Regions from separate parts of the Rattus norvegicus genome. Here region 2 is linked to region 1. A link is a contact called in public Hi-C data. All regions are on one chromosome and are shown on one strand. Each heading gives the region's core, a stretch centred on a gene start, on an enhancer-like site or on the middle of the called end of the contact. The rest is flanking DNA. Distances are from core to core; before and after follow the strand shown.

The links. A called contact is a pair of places that touch in the nucleus more often than the background predicts.
Region 2: a Hi-C map of Schwann cells shows a contact between it and region 1, with 4 times the contacts expected there. The contact joins the enhancer-like site here to the promoter of Mapk14 in region 1. A contact is called at or near these places in 6 of 12 Hi-C or Micro-C datasets (the Rat2 cell line, Schwann cells, kidney and 3 more) and 1 of 1 datasets of contacts at active chromatin or transcription factors (oligodendrocytes).

Annotation. Positions count from the first base shown.
Region 1 is chr20:6,748,024-6,754,066 of GRCr8, forward strand. It overlaps Mapk14 (mitogen activated protein kinase 14), which reads left to right and starts at 3,336. Exons shown (of 12, transcript NM_031020.3): 1 at 3,336-3,771. The coding sequence starts at 3,656. It overlaps Slc26a8 (solute carrier family 26 member 8), which reads right to left and starts at 3,161. Exons shown (of 20, transcript NM_001107614.3): 1 at 1,413-3,161.
Region 2 is chr20:6,798,873-6,805,276 of GRCr8, forward strand. Mapk14 (mitogen activated protein kinase 14) reads left to right here. Exons shown (of 12, transcript NM_031020.3): 9 at 5,754-5,833. Among named protein-coding and RNA genes, the nearest start is that of Mapk13, 35 kb to the right of the region's middle. Within about 2 kb of position 1,504, at least 16 of the 93 cell types and tissues checked have an H3K27ac peak or open chromatin away from gene starts, as enhancers often do. A contact at or near this core is called in Schwann cells, where this site is marked.

The DNA.
Region 1 (6,043 bases), core at 2,086-4,585:
TGTTACACATCCAGCTTGAGGTAAACCCAAGCTGTATGAGATTCTCTATCAAGGCAAACAAACAAAACCACAAACCAAATAAAAATCATCTCCTGAGTAACTATTTCTGGGGCAGTCCAAAGTGTGTTAAGAAGCTGGGGAAGCCTAGTGAAGTGTTGTACACCTTGAATCCCAGCACTCCAGGGACAGAGGCAGGCGGATCTCTGAGTGCTGGGCTGACAGCCACAGTGAGAGCCTGTCTAAAACACAGAAAGAGAAGCAGCAGCGGAGAACTGGGGCCCTGACCAGAGCAGCACGAAGGGTGCCACAGTGTACACCACTCATCTTTCTTGTCTGCTGTTGATTTTGAGACAGGATCTCATGGAGCATAGCGGGCTTTGACATCGCCTTCCTCCTGCCCCCGTCTACCCAGTGCTGGGTTATAGGTGTTGAAAGAGCCGTATCTCTCGCTCCATGAGCAACCTTTATGAAACTCTAGTTCTACATACAGTGTGTGCCACCACACATGCCTTAATTCTTTTGTTTTTTTCCTTCCTGCGCTGGAAATCCATCTGAGGGCCTAACATGAAAGGCTGCTGTCTTCTGAGCTGTAGTCCCTGTCTTTATCTCCCTCTGCTAAAAATACTCGAAAATAGAAGCATGTTAACCCAGCTCTTTCACTACTGCTGCCTTCAGCCATCCACCTGTCCATCTGTCTGTCCGTCATTTATCCATTTGCAGATCATTTACAGAATCTCTAATTGGAATATTTTACATGCAAAAAAATGTAACTTGATTTATAAAATGTTGACCCAACGGGCAGGAAACCCAGAAAATTAGTTAAGGTGCAAGAATTTTTTTTTTTACCTGATTTAAGTCCTCTTTCACGTGCTTCCTAAAACCATAAAACAAAACTCACTTCCAACTAAAGCCCTCCTTAATGCTATACAGCATGATACCAAGGGGCTGTGTTGGAGAGACATTCATGACTGGCTTGAGGGAGGACCCAAACCACAGTCCCTAAGGACCAGAAGACACAGAAGGGGGCGGAGGGGGGTAGGGTTCAGCCAGAGAAAACAAAATGAGCAAAACAGTAAGGGTAAGCAAAAGGGGCTCTGAGCCTAGGACACGATAGGGTGGAAGTGTGGCAAGGCCCACAGTCCAGTCCCTTCAGCTGCTGATAACACAGGGGCGAGTTTGAAAGGATCCAGTGTGCAAAGACCATCTTGTCTCTTGCCAGTGCTGTCTCTCACGCAGCCTCTCTATAGGAGACACAAGTTCCAGGGACCACCGCCATTCATTCATTTATTCATTCACTCATTCATTCCAGGGACCACCGCCATTCACTCATTCACCCACTAGTGCTTGGGACTCTCCTAGCTCTGCAGGTGACCCAAGCAGCCATGCTACGGGAGGCGGCAGGCAGGGCTCACCTGGTTTCCGGTGACCGGCAGGAGCGCAGACGCTGGGGACAGACTCGGCTCCAGCCTGGCTGGCGGCGGTGCTGCGGACGCAGAGGCCGGCAGTTCCCGAGCCGTTGCTGCAGAACCCGCCGGCGTTCCGGCTGTGCGGGTGACGGGCGAGGACGGCATCTGGGCGAGGAGAAGGGGTCTCTGGCTGCCCTCCACAGACCTGGGCCGGGACCCTTCGGATCTTCCAGAAACAGGCACGAGAATAGGAGTTCCCGGTCCTCCTGCTCCGCGTAGGGGTGGGTGGATGTGAGTTCTTACGGGTCTAACTTTCCCCGTTCACTTTTATTATCTTTTTCTCGGCTTCTACGGAAGATTCCACTAGGTGGGAATGGAGGGCTGGGTTTCCCTCGTGGAGACTAGAACCGGGGCCTAAGGAAGCTCAACAGACTTGTCTTAATAAATGTCCGAAGCCCTCGTCGTTTCCCCAAACTTCCAAAGGCGTGGATTCTTTAAATTTCTCATGAATTATGTCTTTAAAATCCTCTCAATTTAAGTTCTTTTTTTTTTTTCTTCTTTTTTTTTTTTTTTTTAAAGATTTATTTAGCCGTCTTCAGGCACACCAGAAGAGGGCATCAGATCTCATTACAGATGGTTGTGAGCCACCATGTGGTTGTTGGGAATTGAACTCAGGACCTCTGGAAGAGCAGTCAGTGCTCTTAACCACCGAGCCATCTCTCCAGCTCCCTCAATTTAAGTTCTTAAAATTCTCCCAATTTTTCCTTTAAATTTCTAAATTTTGGATGGTTCTAAATTGGCAGGAGTCGGTCTCGAACCGGAGTCATGGGCTTTGGGGTGTTCCAGATATGGTCTCATAACAGCCCAGGCAGGTCTCTTAACTACTCACTATATAGCAGAGGCTGGTCTCCTGGTCTTTCCAAACGCTGGAATTACAGGCTACGTAAATCTAAATAAATACATCAAATATATGAGAAGGGTCTCTTGGTCTTTCCAGATGCTAGAATCACAGGCTGTATAAATCTAAATAATTCAGTAAATAAATAAAATCAAATACATGAGACGGGTCTCCTGGTCTTTCCAAACGCTGGCATTACAGGATGTGTACATCTAAATAAGTAAAATAAATGAGAAACTTTCCTGAAATGGAATGACCTACCTGCAGAGAGAGAGAGAGAGAGAGAGAGAGAGAGAGAGTGTGTTTCCCTTCCAGTCATGGGTATCGAACCCAGGGCCTTGCAAACGCAGGTCTCAGCCTCAAAGTGGCCATTCCTGACGTCCACCTCTGACCTTGTGCATCGGACTCCCTAGTGGGTCCCTGGAACCTCCTCCTACACCTTCCACGGTGGTTCTTCTGGTGAGGACATTTAGAAGCTGCTAGGAGCGTCCGGCGGGAGGGAGAGCCTGGGCTTTGAGACCGGGTTAATGTTTGCCTGGGTGGGGAGGGGGACAGGTTTCATCAGCGTCCCGAGATAAGCCACGCGTCCTTGAGCGGATGGGAACGCAACAGCTTTCTGGACAGGGCCAGTCTGCTCTTGCAAATCTTTCTTGGAAATCGCCGGCTCCGGTGAGCAGGTGGCTCGGAGCTCAAAGACCGCTTGGCTCTCTTTCCCCCCCCCGACGCCGTCCCAGTGGTTTTCCGCCACGGCGCCGGGCATTCGCCGGTCCGACCACAGAGAGGCGCGCGCGGCCTACGCTGCGGTCCGCCCCCACCCTCGGCGCCCCCCGGGAGCAGAGTCTCCCCTAGAGTTCCTGCCTCAGCTCCCGGAGCCGTGTCTCTCTTCTCGCGAGATCTTCCCGTCCCGCGCGCTCTTCTCGAGCACCCCCGCCCCACGGGCAGGTTCCATATTGGGTAAGATCTCGGCTCGCGGAGCTGTTCTCGCGAGAGTCCTGCTAGAGCCTCCCCGGCCGCTGCCTGCGGGGAGAGGGGGGAGATCGCGGCCACTGGAGCCCGAGCGGGCGCTAGAGCGCGAGCGGCTGTCGCGCAGCGTCGGCGTGCGCTCCCCAGGGAGCGGCTGCAAGGGGACCGCGGCGGGAGCTGCGTCGAACCGTGCAGCCGGCTCCCGCTCGTTGCCGAGGCTCGTAGGTGCCGCCGCGGCTGACAGGAGCCGTGGGTCGCAGCCTCCACACCTGCGCGGGCGCGGGGTCGGGTCTGCCGCGGGCGAGCGAGAGGGCGCAGAGGAGAGCGTGCGGCTGCAGGCAGGGGCCCTCGCTCGGCCACCTCGTCGCCGCGCTGCCGCCGCTGGAAGATGTCGCAGGAGAGGCCCACGTTCTACCGGCAGGAGCTGAACAAGACCGTCTGGGAGGTGCCCGAGCGATACCAGAACCTGTCCCCGGTGGGCTCGGGAGCCTACGGCTCGGTGTGGTGAGTGTCGCCGGGCTTGGGGTTGGGGGCGGGGGTGGGAGGGAACGTGGTGGAGCAAGCAGGGTGGCCCTGCATGCCTGAGCGCCAGGCCTGTCCCCACAGCTCAGCGATGCGCCCAGCGGCAGGAATTCTCCTGCGGGCGTGTCTTGGGGGTGCAGGGGGCAGTTGGAGCGGGACGTGTCCTGCACCCCTCGCCCTGCACACTCAGGTGGGTGGGGAACCGTGTGCGGGATCGGGTCAGCCGTGGGCGCGGTGTGATGGGGCTCCACCCTGTGCTCTCCATGCTCGCAAGATCGTTCCTCCCGGGGGTCCCTCTGCAGCCGTGCGGCCTCTGGACCCTGCCTCCGGGTACCGCCACTTGGCACGCAGGAGCCCTGCCCCGGGGAGCGGGCGAGCTGGGCGCAGCTCCGGCGAGGAGCAGTAGGTCAAAGCCTGACCCGGGGACTGCGGTCACCTGAACGAAACTTGCAAGAAAAAGCGCTCCCTTTCCCGGAATTTTTTTTTCTCTTTCTCAGTTTTTCCCTCCCATTTAACCATTTTTGCAAGCTTCGGTCGAAAAACCCAGAATCGGGAAACGTTCTTTTGGGATTCGCACCTGAATTAGCAGCACCCCGAAGGGCTTAAAATAATACCGACTTTATCTCGGGGACCGCGGGGTGCCAGCTTGCCGTGGTGTGTTTCCGATTCGGTTGAAAGCGTATTTCCTTTTCGGGGAGGGAGGGTGGCAGTGCCTGCAAGGACGCTCCAGCTCTCAGCTTAGTCACACAGCGCTGCTCAGTTCAGTATTGTTTGACAAAACCAGTTTTCCATACGGAGCCAGAGTGGTTCTGATCTGTTGGGCGCCCCTCAAAGATCAAAAAGGTGGGACCGAGTGCTGGAGTTGTAAATGGTTTTTAATTGGGATGCTTTTCTTTCTTTAAGCCCCTTAGAAGATTTGCAGGGGGCTTTAAGCTTGTAAGCACCGAGGCACATGGGGGTTTTTCGGGAGAACCTGGCCGCAGAAAACGATGCCTTTCAGCTTTCATTAACACTTCGGCTTTTTGTTTGAGTTCGTTTGAGACAGAGTCTCACTATGGATGGCCCTGTCTGGCCTGAGCCTCAGTGGCTAGACCAAAGCCTGGCCTGGAACTCAACAAATTTTGTCTCCTGCCAGCGCTGAGAATAAAGGCATTTGCTACCACACAAGGCCCTGGGAGCAGGTTTCAGATTAAATTTATACAGTCAAAGGTCCACTCCAGAAATGTCAGGGACTTTCAAGGATTCATATAGTCTCATTTATTGGGACTCAGTGTCAGTTTAGACCTCCCTATCTGAAAGTAAAGACCAGACTCAACAGACTAGACTCTTCTGCGTTTTAGTGATTTATATTCACGTTTCCCTGAAAGAGCCTGTGAAATGTTTTTTTTCCCCCCCTTTGGAACAAATTCTAGGCTTCTGGATGTGTTAATCTTTAAGTATGAATCCTGTGTTACTTAAAGTCACATCGTGAATTTCCTGTTTGGTAGAATCTTCCTGGTAATTGCGATTGTGCAACCATGTCCGGCAACAGATCATATTGCGTTTGCTCGTTGGAGCTGCCTAGGCTGTGCTGCTGATAGCACCAGCCCTGACCTCTTTCCCCCAAGTTTACAGACTGGCAGTTTGCATTTTAAAGGGGATGTCAATAATTTACATCCCGTGTTTGTGATTGGTTTGTTTCTCTAGTACTCACCAGCTCCCTCAGTATCTCCAGTCTTCATTGCTCACTGTTACAGCATCAGGCTTTTGTCCCCATTTGGATGCTTGGGAAGGATGGAGCAGAACTCAGGGCTTCTGGGAGAGGGAACTTGCAGGGTTTCCTAGGGCCACTGCTGCCCTGGCAGAAGAGCCAGCTTTACAGTGACTTGCCACAGTGAAACCAACACCACTTCCTCTAGTGCTGTTACTTTCTTGCAATGGGATTGAGCACAGCCTCCCAATGAGATAGACTTCTACCAAACAGTTTCTTTTTTTTTTTTTTGGTTCTTTTTTTCGGAGCTGGGGACCGAACCCAGGGCCTTGCGCTTCCTAGGTAAGCGCTCTACCACTGAGCTAAATCCCCAGCCCTTACCAAACAGTTTCTTGAACATAGGTAGTGCTGGCCTAGTGATGTAACCATGGCACAGTCCTGGCCTTACACTGCAGCAGTGCACAGCACAAAGCAGGTCGCTTGAAATAAGGGTCAAAGAGGTCTGCAGCAAAAAAAAACAAAACAAAAAAGAAAAAACCCTGCTTTCAGCCCTGCCTTCTAGTC
Region 2 (6,404 bases), core at 254-2,753, 49 kb after region 1:
TCCGTTAGGAAACAACCCAGACTGCACCTTCCCCAAAGGGAATGTCAGACTTGCCTCTAAAAGTCAGTAAATCCAGCTGGTTAATAAGCCTTTTGAGTCATACGTGGTAAAATCACCTCTTGGGGGGTTGGAAGAGTCACTTTTTCTGTTGTTAGCATACATCCTCTTGAAGTAGCTAATAAAATCAGATATTCCTGGGGAGTAGAAATGTGAGTGGAGCTAGACTTGTGTAACGGAGTAACTTCTTCCTGTCTGCAAGGAAGATGCTTGGCTGTCACCGTCAGCATGTTGCCGGTGTGGTGGCCTGAGTGAGAACGTGCCCATCTCAGTCCACCCACTGCGCACCTGCAGAAACCGTCTCATGTTTAGCAGCTTTTTTTTTTTTTTTTTTTTTTTTTTTTAACTATCTCACTTCAGGAATATCTTATGCGAGTGCATTCGCTCGCTTCTCCGTAGGATGCAGTTACCGGGCACTAGCTCATCTTTTCTTAAGGGGCCAGATTAGCAGGCCTTGTGAGCCTAGGACTGAAAGCTGCTGTAACCAGTTTGTAAATTCACGAACACACAACAGCCCTGATGTATTCCAGGAAAACTCTATATATAAAACAGACAGCAGGCTGTACCTTGCTGTCACCTTTCTAGAATTTCTGTTTGAGCAGAAAGAAAGAAAAAAAAAAAAAAAACCTGTTTAGAGGCAGGATGCCATCTTACCTTGTAAGCAGTCCCCGTGACCGGGCAGCTGTGGCTTGCAGGAGCCGTTTGCATTACTGGCTATACTGGTTTTGCCTCTGTGTGCGGGCTAAATCAAGGCTGTCTTCATCTCTCTCCGTTCTTTAGATGTTGTGGGCCTTTTATGTACTAGATAATCTAAAAGGAGGAGTGGGGTTCAGCATGATGGCGTACCTCTGTCTTCCCAGCACCTGGGAAGATGAAGCACAACCATTCTGAGTTCAAAGCCAGCCTGGGCTGCACAGCCTGCAGAATTAACAGCAAGTTAATTACCAAGGAGGTGACTGGGGGTCAATACCAAGTGCGTGCTGGCCTTGTCTGCTATGAATTGTGCAAGGGGCAAGGCAAGCACAGACCGGTTCCAGAATGCAAGCTATGGCATCATCAAACAGTGCTCAGAGAGCATAACGATGTCCTTATGTGTGGTGTTGGGGAGGCTGGTGGGGCTCTAGGTTGACACATGAAAGGAGGGTGTGATCCTGCAGAGCCAGGCAGGTTCACATGGTCACAGAAGATACCAGAAGCCTCTTTAATTTTCTACTCTCTGACTGAAGGCAGAGAGAGAAAATGGACTCTGTGATCTTCCAGGAGACACGTGCTCATTGCTTCTGAGTAGAATGAAGATTCCAGGCCCTTTGCCTTTATGCCTAAAAGCCTTTATAGCATGTGAAGTCTGTTAGATTTTGGTTACTTTCATGGTTAGGCTTGAGGCCTGGTGTCCTCCATGGTAGGGTAGCACCCTCTGCTGGCTGTCTCTGCTTCCTAGAGGGGGAAGGGGAAGGTCTCTAGAGGGCACACTCAGTGAACAGGCTCTGGGATGAGAGCCGGCCTCCCAGCTGTCAGATTACAGCTCATTAGGTCAAGCCTTAGGGGAATCGTCACAAATAGACCGCACAGCTGTGTGCTCGACTCTGCCTGCCAGCCTTCTCTGCCTGCTGGCTCCTAGGGCCTTGGAAGGTGAGGGAGGTGGAGGCTGGGCCATGCGCTGAGTGGCATGGTCTCTTGTCTAAGACCCAACCACAGTGGCTTTACTTCTGCTGCATGATGTTGACAGATGTGCGTGTGTGGTGGTTTTAAACCTTTCCACAGGAGGAGCAAGTCGTGCTGAAAGTGGCCACCCCGCAGAAGGAAGCCGTCCTCCACCCAGATTCTTTCACCATGTCGGCCTTGTTCGGGGTTTTCGTTTTCATTATTGGGCGGTTTGTTTGTTTGTTTGTTTGTGTTTTATTTTTGCTCATTATTGCTTTGTTTTCACTTTTATTTCGTCCCGACATTTTCCTTTATAGTCCACCATTAGATATTGATCAGTTGAAGCTCATTTTAAGACTCGTTGGAACCCCAGGGGCTGAGCTTCTGAAGAAAATCTCCTCAGAGTCTGTGAGTTGATGCTTTGATTGTAATTACTACCCTATGGGGCCTCTGCCTCTTGCCTTCCGTCACTCTGCACTCTGACTTTGGAATGTTTGTGTGCCCGTGTGCTCTGTGTGTGACCTCTGAGGTATGCGTGTGTACATGCATGTGCCTGCTTGCATGCATGCGTGTGTTTTATTCTAAACTATTTTTATCTGGGTGTGGACTTCAGATCATGGGAGCTCCTGTGGGCAGTTGTAGGCTAATAAAACTGAGAGTTGAGATTCCAGTCAATTCCAAGAGATTAATGGGAAGTTTGTGTATCTGCTCCTGTGCCCTGACTTCTCCCTAAGGTTGCCCACATGCTGAGGAACCCTTCTCACATTATGAGCATCTGATATCTGACACTTACCGTGCGCTAGTCTGACCTTACCTCAGAAGGGTGATATGTGCCTTGTCTGAAAGTTACCTGCTCTTTACTTCCCCAGAGGGGCACCTCCTGCATGGGGTCTTTCCATGAGGCTCCTCTCCCTACCCTCAGACCACACAGAGTAGCTTCCTCCCCTCATGACAATCTGCAGATGGCTCAGAGCTCCTCCAGGAACCTTGGTCAATCCAGTGGAGAGCACGGGGGCCACTTGGGGCCTGTGCCTTCTCCACAGAGGCTGTAAGAAGGGAAGGGACACTGGTTGACTTTAGCCATTTTTTTTTTTTTAAAGCTGTTGGTCACTTTCTGGGGCCAACAACTTTGAGGAAGCTAGGAAAGCCCCTCCTTCCACTCATTCCCCCTTGAGAAATAAGTGGAGGAGCCAAGCCCCCACTGTGCATGCCTAGGTCCCCTCCCACCACTTCCCAGTAGAAGGGCCTTCTGCCCAGCTAGACAGGCACTGGGAGCTGCAGGCACAAAGCAACACATGAGTCGCCTCCCCTGACAGAATCAGAATCAGGACCCTGCATCGCTGCGTAGATGGACGAAGGACCCTGGAGCTAGAACTGCCTTTGTGTTTCTATTCTGAGGAGCGTAAAAGGGTGCACTGGGCCTGCTTTGTTTTGTTTCATTCACTCCTGTAAGATAAGGAAGCAAAAACGAAAAGCTGTGACTTGGCTGAGTCGTGTTTGAGTCACTGGGCAGAGCCAGTGGCTCCCACTTGTTCTGGTGATGTGAGCCTCATGCAGTTACACAGCATTCGGAGTCAGCCTCAGACACTGACCACACTGAAGAGCTGCCTTTGAGTGCAGAAGCTGGGAATGGAGAGCCACAGCTAGGAGAGTGTTTAGGGAGGACTGGCCGGTGAGAGCATACGGGGCAGGCTGGGGCTTGGGAAGGAGTTCAGCCAGCCAGTAAGGAGTACTAGTGACACTGAGGTGACCCGTACCTCCCCTGTCTGGGTTTTACTGTCAGTAGCTCTGCGTCCCCCTCCCACTCCTGTCTCTGCTTTGTAAACACCTGCTGCCTGTGGCAGGTTCTGAGGCACCTGTGTGAGAGGCCATATCTGCCCTGCACCAGCCCAGCATGTCTGTCTAAGAGCCAGTGCTGGACACATGAGCTAATAATGAGACGACCTCTGTCTTCACGTGCCGTGGGCAGCACTGGACAAAATCCTCTCCTCAGTAATACTCGGTTGAGTACAGTTGTGAGAGAGGAGCTTCCCTACATAATTGTCAGGGAAGGAAATGTAAATGTTGAAAAAGTCCGGGCAAGGGTCATGTGATGTTGATGACCCCGCCCACCTGTGCAGTCTCCAGAGCACCATGTGGTGGTGCAGTCCTGTACCCCAGCACTTAAAAGGCAGGGGCAGGAGGGTTGAGGTTCGAAACTGACCTAGGATACATAGCAACTTTGAGGCCAGCCTGGGCTTAATTTGTACGACACTGTTTTTAAAGAACAAAAAGTCAGCTGTTGTAGACGTAGCTCAGTTAAATCAACATGGCTGTGGGTCCCCAGAACTCATGGAGGCGGGGAGCACACAGTACCTACATACAGGTGAATACAGATCAGTAAAATCATCCAGAAAAAAATCTAAAGGAAAGACTCGTAAAGAATTGTAGTCAACAGAACACTGAATAATTATTCCTTCTGGAAAGAACAGAACAGGGAAGCCAGTGTGGACAAGGACAAGGGGTCTGAATAGCAGAGAATGCTGGATGGGGGAGAATGGGGCAGAGAGCTGACTGCTGTTCGTGGCCAGACCCAGGACGGAACTCCTCACTGGTTAGTGTTCTGACACCCGATTAACCAGGGTCAGAACAGGTCACAGAGCCAAGGAAGCAAAGGCATGACCCCTACCCCATTCCTTTCTTCAGAAATACATCTTCCCACTCTTCAGATGACAAATGGCTGGTCATCCTGTACATGCCACGGGCAAGGAGAGCCTTGACAGACTTCCTGAATCTTCCCTGAGTACTGCTGTTTGGCTAGTTCACCCTGGGACCCTGTTTGTCCTCTCTGTGCAGAGCACTGTTCAGAATGGAATTTGCAAATGGAAGTCCAAAGTCTAGAGTGAGCCAGCCCATCTCTGTGCTCAGGTAGAGGGAGGGCAAATGCATCAGCAGTAGTGAGACCTTGAAACAGGGTTCATGCTAATGTAGAAGGAAGGAAGGGAGCCTTCTATTCGGGAAGCCATGAAAGGGAAATTACTTGGCTTGTCTATTAAAGCTGAGAATCCAGCTGAAGGATGACTTGATACTTAGGTGAGGAGAAAGGAAGCTCACTAAATCATGTTACGGTTTAGAAGACTATCATCACTTTGAGAGAGGGAGCATGTCATAAACTGGCAGAGGATTTCCATTTCAGAAGCTGTGGCCTGCCTGTACCGGGTGAATTGGTGGCATGGCTGAGGCAAGTTTAGAGCAGACCTGTCATTTGAGAAAGGACACTGAGATGGCTCAGTAGCAGAGGGACCTGAGTTCATGCCTAGGACCCACACACAGTAGGTAGAGAATTGACTCCTACACCTCGGAGATCCACGGATCTCCATCCGTTAGTGGTACGCAAGCCCTGCCCCTCCCCACCACACAGATGTGAAAGGAAGGCTGCATGTGCCTCTGCTGGTCAGATGCACTCCCTGTTCATTGATGCTACTGTGACCCCTCGATACAGGCTTGAGGATAATTGTCACGAGCTCTGAAGCTGCCAACCAGACTGCAGCTTCTGTTTTGCCCTTGCCATCCATCACCCATGAAGTTCCCTTCTTCACCTACCTGTGTATTTGTGGCAAGCACTTTAAATGTACCACTGCCAATGCCACTGTAGGGTGTGTCTCCTGTGCCACCAACACTGAGCCTCCTCCTCAGGCAGATCTGTTGGATATGTTAGGTTCCCAGAGTTTCCTCCCCATTATCTCCATCCTCTATGTTTGCCACTGTGGCAAACAGGTTTTAGCCACTGGGGCTTGAAAACGGCTCTCTGGCTGGCATCCTGGATCAAGGAGCAATCTGTTTCCAGAGAACCTAAAGGATTTTAACATTAAAGTTGACGCTTAAGGAAAAGTTTGTTTCCATGCATGGCCACTACATCCTAATAGCTCCTGCCGTCCTCCATGCAGCCTTGGGCTCTGGCCTGGTGTGGTTGGGAGATAGAGTTGCTTTACTGGGGATGGCTTTTGACTTAAAAAACAACTGGAGTTGATTTTTACACTGTGTGTTTAACAATGCCCTTGACCAGGCATCTTAAGATATTAACCAGCTTCAGCAGATAATGCGTCTGACGGGGACACCCCCTGCTTATCTCATTAACAGGATGCCAAGCCATGAGGTGAGAACAAACAGCATGTTCAGGGAGGTCTAACTTGGAGGCCACTTTCTCATCGTAGTGTCTGTGTATAGCCAGCAGTGTCTAATGTCCCCAAGTGCTTGCATGTGCCCCAAGAACTGCTAAAGCAGTGACTGGCTGTGTGCTAGCTGGGTGTTGACATGTGGTATGAAATGTCCTAAGACAGAGGCAGCAGTGCAGCGTAGGAAGCAGTGTTCCTTCCCCGGTGTTGGGATTTCTTTCTGAATCCTGTGCCTGAGGTAGCATGTGCGTCACTGCAGGCAGGTGTGTGCAGTTAGGGCGCTGCAGCCGTGTCACAGGTGCACGGAGCAGAGTTCATTAGTGTGCTCTGCTCTCCATCCATTTACAGCCAAGAGAAGGCTGCACGCAAGCACACGCTAACTCCCCTTACGCTAATAGGTGTGCTGGGTTTCTTTTTTTTTTTTTTTTTTTTTTTTTTTTGGTTCTTTTTTTTTCGGAGCTGGGGACCGAACCCAGGGCCTTGCGCTTCCTAGGTAAGCGCTCTACCACTGAGCTAAATCCCCAGCCCTATGTGCTGGGTTTCTTAAAAAGT